Linked DNA regions of Mus musculus: all the other regions are linked to region 1. A link is a contact called in public promoter capture Hi-C data. All regions are on one chromosome and are shown on one strand. Each heading gives the region's core, a stretch centred on a gene start, on an enhancer-like site or on the middle of the called end of the contact. The rest is flanking DNA. Distances are from core to core; before and after follow the strand shown.

Evidence for each region. Promoter capture Hi-C pulls out the DNA fragments that hold promoters and counts their contacts.
Region 2: a contact with region 1 is called in a promoter capture Hi-C map of pre-B cells, with 4 times the contacts expected there. The contact joins the promoter of Kmt2d here to the promoter of Endou in region 1. A contact is called at or near these places in 2 of 39 promoter capture datasets (the 3T3-L1 cell line and pre-B cells).
Region 3: a promoter capture Hi-C map of pre-B cells shows a contact between it and region 1, with 2.7 times the contacts expected there. The contact joins the promoter of Prkag1 here to the promoter of Endou in region 1.
Region 4: a promoter capture Hi-C map of pre-B cells shows a contact between it and region 1, with 6 times the contacts expected there. The contact joins the promoter of Wnt1 here to the promoter of Endou in region 1. A contact is called at or near these places in 2 of 39 promoter capture datasets (the 3T3-L1 cell line and pre-B cells).
Region 5: a promoter capture Hi-C map of pre-B cells shows a contact between it and region 1, with 3 times the contacts expected there. The contact joins the promoter of Arf3 here to the promoter of Endou in region 1. A contact is called at or near these places in 2 of 39 promoter capture datasets (the 3T3-L1 cell line and pre-B cells).

Annotation. Positions count from the first base shown.
Region 1 is chr15:97,730,085-97,732,697 of GRCm38.p6, reverse strand. Endou (endonuclease, polyU-specific) reads left to right here and starts at 1,293. Exons shown (of 10, transcript NM_001168693.1): 1 at 1,293-1,483. The coding sequence starts at 1,429.
Region 2 is chr15:98,869,885-98,872,497 of GRCm38.p6, reverse strand. Kmt2d (lysine (K)-specific methyltransferase 2D) reads left to right here and starts at 1,293. Exons shown (of 55, transcript NM_001033276.3): 1 at 1,293-1,484.
Region 3 is chr15:98,830,186-98,832,798 of GRCm38.p6, reverse strand. Prkag1 (protein kinase, AMP-activated, gamma 1 non-catalytic subunit) reads left to right here and starts at 1,291. Exons shown (of 12, transcript NM_016781.2): 1 at 1,291-1,369. The coding sequence starts at 1,361. Kmt2d (lysine (K)-specific methyltransferase 2D) reads left to right here. Exons shown (of 55, transcript NM_001033276.3): 55 at 1-1,130.
Region 4 is chr15:98,788,533-98,791,145 of GRCm38.p6, reverse strand. Wnt1 (wingless-type MMTV integration site family, member 1) reads right to left here and starts at 1,289. Exons shown (of 4, transcript NM_021279.4): 1 at 854-1,289; 2 at 29-282. The coding sequence starts at 957.
Region 5 is chr15:98,761,797-98,764,409 of GRCm38.p6, reverse strand. Arf3 (ADP-ribosylation factor 3) reads left to right here and starts at 1,292. Exons shown (of 5, transcript NM_007478.3): 1 at 1,292-1,430. It overlaps LOC115488470, which reads left to right and starts at 2,364. Exons shown (of 1, transcript XM_030248862.1): 1 at 2,364-2,613. The coding sequence starts at 2,498.

The sequences.
Region 1 (2,613 bases), core at 44-2,543:
GGCTGCCTGCCCTGAGCCCTAGCAGCCTTGGCCTCTTTCCCTTAGCATTCTTTCCCCTCACCCTTCACCATGCACCTCCCTGGATCCTTCCCCACGCTGGTCCCAGTTTTCTGGAGTTTCCATAGTGGCTCCCTGGAAAAGCTTGTCAAGATAGAAGCCTAAGTGAGCATCTAGCTGCAAGAGAGCCGAGGAGGGGAAGCGGTGGGGTTCCTAGATGACCAGCAGATAGAAAATCCTGTTGGGGGTGCATTCCACCTTTTCTGGGTGCTTGTATACAATGCTGTGAGCATCCGTCTTAATTAAGGTTTCTATTGCTGTGGTAAAACGACCCGAAACAATTTGAAGAGGAAAAGGTTTAATTTGTCTTACAATCTTCCAGTCACAACTCATCACTGAGGGCAGGAACCTAAGGTAGGAACTTAAGTAGAAGCCATGGAGGAACGCTGCTCACTGGCTTGCTCCCGTGACTTGGTCAGCCTGCTTTCTTATACAACCCAAGACCACGTGGCCAAGGTTGGCACCGCCCACAGTGGGCTGGACCTCCCATGTCAGTCATCCACCATGGAAACGCCTCACGGGTTTGCCTATGGGGGCATCTTCTTCGCAGATGACCCTAACTTGTGCCAAGTTGCTGTAAAACCTAGCCAGAAGGAAATCCAAGTTTCTCCCCAAGTTACCTCTGCGTGAACGAGCTGATGACTGCTGACTTAGTGTCCTGCTGTCTTTCCCTCCAGATCCCTTAACTAATTTTCTCTGTGCTGGTCCATCTTAGGCTATAAAGTCCTAGGGGTTAAGAACGAGATCTGTGAGGGGAGATGAGCAGTCCAGAGAGGATGCACCTCTACCTCTTCAAGCATGATGACACCCAAGGGAAAATCCCACAAGCACTTGGGATCACGGAAGGGATTTCTATACTGAATGAGAAACGCACCAGCTATGTGACCACCGCCATTCGAATGGGAATCTAGAACTACAGTCTCCAGCAGGCCAGGTCTGGGACTGGGGGTAGGTGGGTGTTTAAAATAGATCATCCAAAGAGGAACACATTAGTGCTCCTCACTTGAATAGAGAACCTGCCAAACTAGGTTCATCTTGCTGCGTCTGCTAGTGTGGCCTATTTTCCAGCTACAAATAGCAAGCATTACCTGTTTTAAACATCTGGCATGACCTGCCTGCTTAGTCACCTTCTCTTAGGCTTCAAACAGCTGTGGGGCCCCTCCCCCTCCCCCTCCTCCTCCTCTCTACCTCCTATCCATCTGTGATCCCTCCCTCCCCCCTTTCCTTCCTGGAAGGATCCAGCCACACCAGATCCACAAGTCCTGGTGTCTTTAAAAGGATCGGCCTGAGGGATACGGCTCATCTGGGCACTGTGACGTTCATCTTGATTGTGGTGGGAAGTCCAACGGCCGCTCTGCTGCAGGTGGCATCATGAAGGCCCGTGTTCCTTTTATAGTGGCTATGCTCTGTGGTCTAGCCTGGGCTGGTAAGTCATTCTCTGGTGGGCACGGGCGTAGGCTGGGTTGCCTAAAGAACAGAGTGCTGGGGCATAACAGGATGAATGATGTCCTAACCCAGTGGACCATTTGACCTGCCCTTGCTTGAGGTTGCAGGATCAGGCTCTGAAGTTGGCTAATGATGTGGAGGGATTGCAGAGCTGAGATCTTGGAGGATCAGCTCCAACATCACTAGAAAAACCAGACTCCATACTTGGATGAGGTTTTGTTTTCTTGGGGCTACTACATGGTTTGGAAGGGAAGGAGGTTGCTGAGTTGGGGTTACCTGGATGCCCTTGGTCACTCGCTCTTCAGCTGCCTGGTGATAGGTGGGAGTTAGGAGATGGGTGGGCTCAGGAGGAAACCAAAGCCCCTGACTCAGAGGTGAGCCCTGTCCTACTTGGGAAAGAACAAATGACTGGTTAGTGTGATGGGGTGGGGGTGGGGTTGCCCCAGGTTAGGGGAGCTGAAAGGTAGAGAAGGGATGGGCCTTGCATTTGCAGGTAGTGATGGAAGGAGATGGGGACTGGAAGAGGAAAGGGACACTGTCCTGTTCTGTAACTGTGCAAAAGCTGCTACTGCTGTGTTAATTAGCGACTAGTGGGTGGTAGGGAGGAGAGCCAAGGGAGGGAGCTGAGCTCCAGGAGAGTCAGAGTTCCTGCCATTCCAGCCTCCCAGGGTGTTCCTGCCTCGGACTCTGGACAGGATCTGATAAGTCAAGGCAGGAGGAGCAGTCGAGGGCTCAGCCCGTTGGGACTTGTTGGGTCTGTAGCATAAAGATTTCTAGGAGGAGCTGAATTTTGCGATCTTCCCCATCAGGGGACGCACAGAGAAACCCCAGGGGGATTCCTAAATAGGGAAGGCATGGAGGGGAAAAGCCATTCCCATGGCTCTCAACACTACAGGCATCTCTTCGAGGACTCAGCTCTGCCTAGGGCTGGAATGGAAGAGGAGGAAGGGAAAGAAGAAGAAAGAAGCCTATGTAAGCTCGGGACCTTACCTCAGGTCTGCCCACTGAGGGAATAGAGGAGAGCGTGTGGGACTAACTAGTGTAGGAGGATGGATGGTCAAGGAGCTTGGGATAGGACTGCGTGGGAGACATCTGGTCCTTGGAGGAGGT
Region 2 (2,613 bases), core at 44-2,543, 1.1 Mb before region 1:
CCACCCCCCCTTGGCAAAGATTGTCCCCCAGCCAAAGAAAGGAGTTCCAAGGGTCAGTGACTTTAGGGAACAGAATTAAAAAGTGGCCAGAATCCTAGCTTTACCACCCAGAAGGTAAAGGAGGCAGCTCCTGGGCCGTGGCGAAGAAGAGGGGGGCTTTATTCCCACGTGTCTGCCCGGCGGCCAGCCTGGCGCAGTCGGGGTTAATCTGCAGCGGAGGGATCCCGGAGCGTGTGCGTAGAACTGCAGAGTCACAGCCTTTCCTCCAAGAGGGCTGTACCCCTCCGCCGCCCCGCTCCAACACAAAATAGGGCCTCCTCTTCTCCTTTCTCCCCTTCTCGAGTGGGGTTCCCCAGGCAAAAGGGCCCCCTGGATCTCGCGCCGGACGCTCCACGAGTCTCTACGATCGCTGCCCAGCTCCAAGGCGAGGAAAGAGCCTCTTCGCAGGAACCACCCTACCGGCCGAGCAGGAGGCGGAGGGGGGAGGCGGAGCGGCGCCGCGCTGCACTACTTTCCTCTCCGGTTGCAAATGGCTGCCTCGTTCCCCACTTTCCGCTCAGTTTCCTGACCCCCCGGCGCCGGGAGCCGGGGTTGGACCATGCACCTCTAGACCCCCCGCGATCAGTGCCTGCCGGGGGTCTAGGGGGTGCCGCTGACCACAGGCGGCCAGGCCGGGGGCGGGGCAGCTCCCGAGGCCAGAGGGGAAGGGAGGCGAGCGCTGGGCCTGGAGCGGCCGGAGGGGAGCGGGCAGAGGGCTCGCACCGCCCGCCCCTTCCTCTTCCTCGCCCACCAACCCTCCTCCCTTCCCCGGGGGGAGCAGAAGGTGGGGGGCTCGAAGCCGCCGAGGGGGGACGCTCGGGGTCGCGGAGCCCGGCGCTGGGTGTGTGTCAGGTTCGGCCCCGCCGGCTCCGCGTCGCCGTAGCTCGCGCGGCCCCGGGGCGCCGGCCCGGCGGGGAGAGGGGCTCGGCGCGGCTGCGAGGGGCTCACGTTCCATCCGGGCCCGGCGCGCGGCGCGGCGCGGCGCGGCATTCCTTCCGGGCTGCTGGGGAGGCGCCTCGACGTTCCATCTGGAGAGCCTCGACGTTCCGCCCGAGCCCGGCGCGGGCGGCCGGGGCGCTGGCCGGGCCCTAGGACTGAGAGGCCGCCCCGCGACGCGGATGCGGAGCCTGCTCGCCCAAGATCAAAGCCACCGGTGCTCTCTTTGTGTCCGCTCGGGATTCGCCGCCCTGGGGCTGTTCATGGAAACCTAAACTGCTGGAACCTGAGGCAGAGAACCCCTGTTGGATTTTTGCTTTTTTTTTTTTTTTTTTTTTTAAACCCCCGGGGGAAGGGTGACCACTCCGACCTGGATTTACCGTTCTTGGTCTCCCTAAGCCCCCCCGAGTGGGGGGCGGCTGTGCTCGCTCTGGCGGTTGGAGGTCGGGGAGCGGCCCGGGCTCTGGCCATGTTCTCGGATGAGGATTTCTGGATCGCCCTGTGAAGAGGTGAGTGAAGTCCGCCCGGCCTGGGCCCAGAAAGGGTTGGACTAGGGGCACAGCCAGATGGACTATCTTGGCCGGTGGCTGGCCTTTAGGTTGGAGAAAGGGGTGCCAGAGCTGGGGAGGGTTCCTTTGGCAGGGTCTGTCAAGGGAATCTGAGCCAGTTGCCACGGCAGAACCGAGGCCTGGTTTCTTGGGGTGTGCCTCTTTAAAGATTGGGGGTTCAGGGAACTACAGGAGTTTGGGAACATGTCCAGATAGCCTCTCTGCCTGTTTATTTTTGTGTTGAGGGAGTTCGACCAAACTAGGACCCAGGCCCTGATGCCAACACCAATCCCAGGCTGTTGTCCCCCACCCCCACCCCCAGGGTTCCTTGGGACAGAGCAACTTGGTGGGGGGATGCCACTGCCAGGTCCCACATACTGCCAGATTGGACTTTAATGTTGTTCCTACCTACCTGGGCACCCAAAACAATCCGTGGGAAACTCAAGGAGCCCTGAGTCCTTCACCCGGGAGGTGGGGGGGGGGGGGGAGGGTGGGTGGAAACTGGTGCGATGAAGAGGGGAGCTGGGGCATGAAGGAGGTGGGGCTGGGGCAGCTCTGCCCCTGCTGTTCAACTTAACTACTCTGCCTGGCAAAGTGACCCCAGCAAGGCCTAGTGGTGTCTTAGCCTGCTTCGTTTCCCCTCCTCTTGGGATGGACATAATCTCCGGGGGATTATAGAGGAGGCCGTTGAGATCTGTTCTCTACGAATGTGGGCTGCAAAAAAATGGCTTTTGTCTCTTGCTTTCTCTGGGCCTAGTGTAGAGTTAGCTGCCCATGAGTCCCTGGCCAATCCTGAAAGCCCCCGCCAGATCTCTACAATGCTTTTCTGGCTACGGAATGGTAAATAGTTCTCAGGTGCTGCCCCGGCTCTGCAGAGTAGGCTAGCTTGTGCCTCTTTGATGGAGAAATGACTTTATTTGTGCTCTTTTCTGCTGGAAGCCAGTGTTTCCAGCCCTGGTAGGAGGTGCTGGGGAGAAGGGGTGTGTATCTACAGCAGGAAGGGTGCAGCATGAGCCTCCCGCCTCAGCCTCTGGGCCCCGGGCTGGGGACAGCCTCTCTCACACCTGTCATGTTGCCCAGCAGGGATTTG
Region 3 (2,613 bases), core at 42-2,541, 1.1 Mb before region 1:
CAGACCCCTCTCTGGTGGAGCGAGGGGATGAAATGACGCTTCTATGCAGTTCTCTCCTAGGGGCTGTGGGCAGAGGGCATTTTGTAATTACTATTTTCAAGAATCAGATTATCTGGATTGTAGAGATGGGCTGGATGGTGGCAAATGGGCAGGCCTGCTGGAGGGGTAGGGCGGTTGCTGTTGTGATTTTAGGTTTTTGTTTTGTTTTAAATTTGGGGGATTGTGGATTGATGGGGGTAGGGAGATTTTTGGGTTTTTTTTTTTTTTTTTTTTTTTTTTCTGGCCTTTTTTTTTTCTTTTCTTTTCTTTTTTTTTTTTTTAAAGCTGCTTCCTCAACTGTTTCAAGCTGCAAATGTTTGAGAATAACAACTCCCCCACACTCCCACGGAAACCATTGTAATTAGACTAGACAGTGGGAACCTGGGCTTGCTGTCCCCAAAGCCACAGAGCTGAACGGTCTAGGCATTAGGTGGGGGAGATGGTCTCCTGTGAGTCAGGCTCTGGTTGGGGTTTGGGCCCTAGAACTGGGAAAGGAGAAGGGGCAGACTTTGTAAGCATATGCTAGGTATCCGATAGTCCTGTAGAATTTAGTGAAGAAACCTTATACAGTTTTTAATTTTTATATAAACTATAACTCAGACCCACGCTACAAGGTTGGAATTTTGGTTGTTGTTGGTTTTTTTTTTTTTTTTAAAGTACCCTGCCTGTATAATTGCATCAGAATCCCACCCCCAACCCCGCCCCCTGTGTTTGTATTTTGGGTTGGTTTACACTTGCACTCAATTTTCAGTTTCTCCCTTTTTACCTTCTACCTTCACCTCCAGGACCCTCCCCCTTTAAAAAAAAATAAATCGCTGACAAGTGTGAACCCGTGAAGAACTTTCTTTTGTGTTGTGTGTATCCTGTACAGCAAGGTTGGTCCTTCGTGACAACGGATGAAATGGTTCCCTTTTTTAAAGCGCTCTCTCTTCCTCCACCCCCAGCGCCCCTGTCCTTGGCATGTTTTGTATCAGCGATCATTCTGAACTGTACATAATTTATGTTGCGAGAGGCAAAGGGCAAGTTTTGGATTTTGCTTCTTCAAAGTTTGTTTTTAAACGATAAATAAAAAAAGAACATTTTAAATACAAGTGCCTCTGTCCCATGACCCTCGCCGTTGGCCAGATCTTAAGGTCCTGGAGAGCTGGGAGAGGAAGGTTACCCAATAAACCAGGCTCAGCCACCGCCGGAAGGGTGGGTTCCCCGCCTTCCGCCCTGCGGCTGGGGTCTGACGTAGGCGGAAGTGGTGCGCGGCACCGGATGTGGGGCGGGGTCTGGCGCCAGGGAGCTTTCCAAGCTGAGGAACTGGCGGGCGCTAGCAATGGAGTCGGTGAGTGGCGCAGGAGGGCGGCGGGGGGCGCTGTGGAGCCGGAGACCCCCCGCTAGGAGCCGGGGAAGGCCGGCCCGGCTTGGCGCTGGAGTCCGGGACTCCCCTTCCTCTGCTCGGGTGGGCGCCTCTCCTAGGTCTGGGCCACACCCGTGCCCGCCCGCCCGCCCGCCCGCCAGGGGTCCGCGGTACCCTGAGAGATAGGGAGCGGGTTGTGAGCTTGGAGCCCCCTGCCCATGAGTGCCTCAAGTCCTTTCCGAAGTTTGCATGAGAGCGGGGTTGTGATCCCGCGTATTAGGTGAGCGAGCCCGGCTTGCAGGGAGCTCCAGGACCCCGTTTGTGCGATTGCTTAAGCAATTGTTGGCATCCTGCGAGGTTCCATTCCTTTACTAAGCCCGAGAATTGAATTTTCCGCGAAGGAAGGAATCCAGGAGGCCACTGTGTCCCCTGGACAAGTTTAGGTCGTGTCCTGATCAGTGACGCTGTGCATGCGTGTTGACAGCTCGTTCTTGGCGAGCACCGTCGGCTCGGCTCTTTACAGATGCGGTAGGTTTATCTGCTACTTACTTGTTTGACCGACCTCATTCGCAGGAGCTTTCTCTGCCACTCCGAAGGCCCTCCCATCGACTTCCTGCTCCGTAGTTTTTAACCGAGTATCTTCTGAGGGCAGCTTGGGGTTTGTCTTCCCCCACCATATATCCATGTAATACTTGCAGGTTCGCTCTTCTTAGAATTGCGTTTTCTTTGAGTCAGTTACTTGGCCTGGAGTAAATTCTCTCCCCCTCCCCCCCCCCCCGCCCCTTTGTGTGCAGAGGAATAGTGTAACTTAGTTTATAAAGAAGGAAGGATAAAGTGGTAAAATGGTATGCAGGTGGTCCTCTAACCAAGGATTTTGTTTTTCTACAGAGAAAGCATTCTCAGCAAAAGTAGTTTGATTACATTAAATTTAAAACAACACGTTTCTAACTTGTAAATGTATTATTTACATTATAAGTGAACTGTGAGTATATAGTTCTAAAGCAACTTTTCTCTATATTTACGAATTTAGCCCTTTGCTTTATATATACTGGAGTACAGAGAGACAGAGATGAGAGGTACCGGGAAGGCTGTTAGTTAAGGTAGACTGTAGTAAGTACTGTCCTTAGGGCTTTTTTTTTTTCCCCTCCCCTGAGACAGGGTTTCTCTGGGTAGCCCTGGCAGCTGTCCTGGAACTCACTCTGTAGACCAGGCTGGCCTCAGAACTCAGA
Region 4 (2,613 bases), core at 40-2,539, 1.1 Mb before region 1:
CGGAAGCGTCGCTTTCCTGGGCACCCACCTCGGTTGACGATCTTGCCGAAGAGGTGGGGCCCCGGAGCAGTGGGGCAGTTCCAGCGGCGGTTTCGGAATTGCCATTTGCACTCTCGCACAGCGCTCTGGAGCCCTCCACTCACGCTGTGCAGGATCCCCGGGTTCTGTCGGATCAGTCGCCGCTGCTTGCGGCTCAGCAGCTGCAGACTGGGCTCGAGCACCAGCTGCAGACTCTTGGAATCCGTCAACAGGTTCGTGGAGGAGGCTATGTTCACGATGCCCCTGGCGGGATGCATAAGGGTTCAGTCCAGGGGAGGGGACCTGCATCCTAACCATACAGGCTGTACCACCCTATCCTTGCCTGGCCCTGAGCTCCAGAGTCTAGTGAGTGGACAGAAAAGGCATGGCTACCTTAGCTCTTCCTTTCTTCAAGTCAGCCCCCGAGGAGAAACCCCACCTGCAGCCTTGCCCACCTTGAAAAACTTAGGAATTCCACTCCCTCACCTCAAAGCTAATATCTGGTTTTTTTTTTTTTTTTTTTTTTTTTTTTGGTTCAAGACCTAAGGGACACCTGAGCACCCACCACAGCGAGGTTGGGACCTGTTGCTCAGCAGAAACGGGGTCGTATTAAATGGGAATGGTCTCTGAGCCTGGTGTATCTGGGCTTCTGCATGCCAATGATGTGCCCCCACTTCAGCAGAGCTAGTTCTAGGTGTGAGCACCCTGGATGTGAAGTCACAATGCACGAGGGGGGTCTGTAGGTTGGTGATCCCCACAGCGTGGGAGCTGGGTAAGGCCCGTGCCTGGCTCTTTGCCCCAGGACAAGTGGCGGACCCCGTACTAGCTCACTTACCACCATCGGCCACTACTGTTGGCAGCCAGGGCTGCGGGCAGAGCGGTCAGTGCCAGTAGCAACGTAGTAGAAACCCAGCTGGGCAGCAGCGCCCAGAGCCCCATGGCCTGCCTGGCCTTGCTGGTTCTGTGCTGCGGTTCTGACGACTGTGGTTGCTGTCCGCGACGGTGGGACTGGACACAGCGGTGAGGGCAGTGATGCGAGTTCCCAGGCTGGCTCTAATAAGTCTGGAGGCGGGCCGCAGGCAGCATGGTTCGCTGTCCTGGCTGCTGGGCTGAAGCAGCCACTGCGGGAGGCACCGCCTCTTATAGGCCTCTTATAGTTGCGGCGCTGACTGCAGTGAGAAGAGGCTGCCCCTCCGGGCCCGGGCGGCACTAAAAGCACCAGGGCGCACTGGTCAGGGCCACAGACAATGAGTGGCGAGCGAAGCTGTGGCTCTTGCCGGTCTGAGCAAAGAGCTGACAGGCTAACCGTCGGGGCTCACCCCCGCCCCCTGCCTGGTGGCCCCCGCCTCCAGGTCTGCACTGGCCGCCGACCCCTCCCCTTGGGATGGCCTCCCACGCGCGCCGGCCTCACTCTTCTGCGCGTCCGGAGCCCGTCGGGGACCAGCATCCGCCAGGGGGCGCGGAGACAATGCGCTGGGGACAACCTGTTTGCAGCCTGGATTGCCTCCCCCACACGCGCCGGTGGGGCTGTCCTCTCGAAGTCCGTCTCCTCTGTCCCCCCTACGCTGTGGTCTCTTCTCTTCCCTATTCTGAATGGCAGGATGAAAGTTGTGGTTCTAGCCAGCGACTCCGTGGAGACACTTCCTCACCCAGGAACCCCGACGGCTGGACAGAGAAGGAAAAGAAGGAGACAGAGCATGGGTGGAGCTGTGGTCAGGGATTCCCGGGCGTGGGGTGTAGGGGTAGGCTGAGCAAACCGAGCTGGTGGCAGTGAGAAACTCAGAAGCGCCCAGCAGTTTGCCTCTGTGGGCTAGGGGGAGTGTAAGCGTCGGTGTGTCACCCGTGAGATTAAGTCAAAGTGTACATGTGTTCTGAGGGTGCACGCTCCTGTGTATTGGTGTATCCAGAAACTTCTAACGAAGAACATTTTGAGCCCTTTCCAAATAATTGTGTAATTTGGCTCAGGACAGGGAGAGCATGAAGTCATTTTGTTACAGTCACCACTTAACGCAGTGTATCAGGAAGGAGGTGGGGCTGTGACAGGAGACGTCCAGAAGGCTGCAATTGTGTTTGCAGGTGGGTGCATGAGTGTGTGTGTGTGTGTGTGTGTGTGTGTGTGTGTGTGTTTGTGATTAACGACGTGCACTCATAGGTGTCATTCTGTCGCTCTGGGTACCTAGTGTCACCCTATGGCACCTTGAGTCAACCTGTGCTTATCATTAGATGTGCTAGTCATGAAGATGAACCGGGCTTGTTTCTCTGGCAACTAGGCTCAGAAAGGATAGGACCACCAGCCGAGTAGCTGTCAGATGGAGCTGAAGACCTGAGGGAAAGAATGCTTGTGGGAAGAAGCTGGCTCCTTTTGGTTTTGTTGTTGCTGGTTTTGTGACCGGATCTTGCTGTGTGACCCTACCTAACATAAAGGTTTAATATGTAGAACCCATGATGGTCCAGTGACTGCTGGGATTACAGGCCTATTCCGCCACCGTACCTGCCCAACTCAAGATGAACATAATTGGGGGGAATGAGAGATGGCTCAGTGGCTAAAAGCACTGACTGCTCTGCCAGAGGCCCCGGACTCTGTTCTCAGCACCC
Region 5 (2,613 bases), core at 43-2,542, 1.0 Mb before region 1:
ATCTCTCATACAAGCACACACACACAGAGTTAATAAATGGAGGGAAAAACGAGCAAAAACCAGAGCTTAACAAAGGCTCTCAACAGCATTGAGTCCTGAGTGGGGACAAATATAATTCTCTTCGTTATAAGCAAGTTCCTTGCTGTCCATCTCTTCGTTAACCATCTCTGGCTGTTCTGGAGCCTGCTCTGTAAATCAGACTGACCTTTAACTCACAGACATCCACCTGCCTCTGCACCCTAGTCTCCAGTGCTGGGATTAAAAGCTTGTGCCACCACCGCCCCCAGCCAGTCCTGTAATTTTTGAGGTAAACAAGAGAAGACAAACTGGTATAAAGGTATAAACCAGAGACAGATGTGACAAGAGATAGATTCTGTTCCCAGCCTATGTTTTGGAGGGAGAGAAGAGTTATAACGCTGCACCAAGCTCTTATACTTGATGCATTTAAAGAACGCAGTGGGGGCTGGTGAGATGGCTCAGTGGGTAAGAGCACCCGTTTCTGGCGAGGACCCTTCTAGCTCAGATTCTAACATAGCTTGTGGCTAGAGTCTCAGGCAGTGTCTCCATCATGTCAAAAGATGAGTGTCAGGGAAGGAAGGCGGGGTCCTGGGTGCGCTTTCCTGGGGATACTAAAATCCAGACTCATCTAGAGAGACTTCATGAGAGCCGCCTCTGAGTTTCTGCCCTCTGCCTTTCAGCCTCAACCTCCTAGACGACCCCATCCAGATGTTTCCTCTAGTATCTGGAATGCATCGTTCTTTCTCCTCTTCCTTTATGGGAAAGGATCTCAGAGAAAGCATCCTTAGGAACTAGGGAGCAGAGCGGATTAGCAGGTGGGGTGCGAGTGATGCGCTGTTTATTTGGAATAAGACTGGACTAGAGCAGGATACAGCAACCGTTTTCATCCTCCATGCTCCACATGGGCTCTGCTTAAGAAACCCCGGAGACTCCCTGGTCCGAGCCCTGTGGCCAGCGCAGCCAGGATGTGGCAAGGTCCCGGAGCTCGCTCTGCTCGGGAGCCTCACCTCAGTGCCCACAGCCCCCTCTACACGCCGTGCCTTCCGATCCTCCAGCCCCCACACAGGCCCCCGCCTAGGCTCAGCTTCAGCACCGGCTGCTTTTGCTGCAGCCGCTGCCATGGTGATGGGTCTCGCGAGAACTGCCGCTCGCTACCGCGCACTTCTCGCGCGATCGTGGAGGTGGGAAGTAGCCCGGGCTGGGGGTGGGTGTTCGCCGCACAGCTCCTGTCGCCGTCGCGGCTTCCGGTGCTAGGTGGAGGGCGGGCAGGAGGGAGCCGGGGAGCGGGCCAGCGGACCATCTTCACCGCGGTCGGGTCGGCTTGCGGAGCGGGAGGCAGCGGCCGGAGAGCCGGGCGGAACCTGCGGGGGCGGAGGCGGCGGTGGCAGCCGCGGCGCAGGGAGCAGGAACAGGTTCGGAGCTGGGGAGGGAAGGCGGGTCCGGGCAGGGAAGAGGCTGGGTCCGGGTGGGAGCCCGAGGCCCCCGGCCGCGGTCCGGCTCGCACCGTCTGGGCGAGGTGCTGGTGTGGGGGGTGATCCTCGCTGAGCTTGGGGACCCCAGCCCCACTCCTGTCCCCGCAGCCGAAGGACGCCGAGCTGGGGTGGGGGCGGGGGGCGCACACGGATTTGTCCTCCGCCTCCCCCGAGGGTGCGACCTGGGCTGCAGAGGTGAGCTTGGGAGGGTTGGGGACGAGGGGGAGGCAGGCTGACCTGTGGGAGGGGGACGCGGGGGCGGTGTGGCTGTTTGGCTCTCTTTTCCTTGGGTTTAAAGGGCTGCGAGGAACGCTGCCTTTTCTCTCTCCCTCCCCCGCCCGAGCTGTGGGGGAACCAAAGAAAAGCCGTGCCGTGCCGTGGTTATTCTCCTCCCTCACCCAGCGCGAGGCGTGGGGGGCCGGGGCTTAGTATCAGGGCCTACTGGTGGGGCTCGGCTGGCTGCGCACGGTCCTCACGGAGGTGGCGCTCTGCTCTGGGGTGTTGGGAAGAGGGCAGCAGGTGGGGAGAGGGTGGAGAGGAGGCTGGAGACGGGGGAGGGGGACCTGAGCTAGCTCGGAGGAGAGAGGTGGGGCCTTCCTCCCCCAGGCGGAGCGGGGGCGGTGTCACCGAAGGAGGGAGCAGCTTGTCACTGGCCCTGAGTTTGTGTCTTCCAATCCGCTTTCTTTCTCTAGGAAGTACCAGGATTCCCGGAACAGAAAATGAAGCCTTTGCTTAGCATGCCAGTCCTTTTTGAAGGAAGGAGGGGGAGGTGGGGAGGTGAAGTTCCCTGTTAAAACCTCAGGGTCCTTTAGTTAAGTCGTAACTCTTTGGAGAGACTTGTTTTTTTTTTTGGGGGGGGGGGAGAGGGTCTCTGGGCCAGGAAGAATGTAGTGGAGGGTTATGTATGTGGTCAGGACTAAGAAGAAAATAGTGAGGTCATTAGGGAGACGGGTAATGTAAAACCCGTCTCTGCCACTGTTGCATTGGGTCACCCTTGGGTCCATGGCATGAAAGTTTTATTGGGAGGAGATCTGCTGCAGGAGTCTGATTGCTTGAGTCATTGCAACAGGATAGAATCTAGTCTCTGCATACCTCCATCTGTGACCCCAGGCAGGGGGATAGG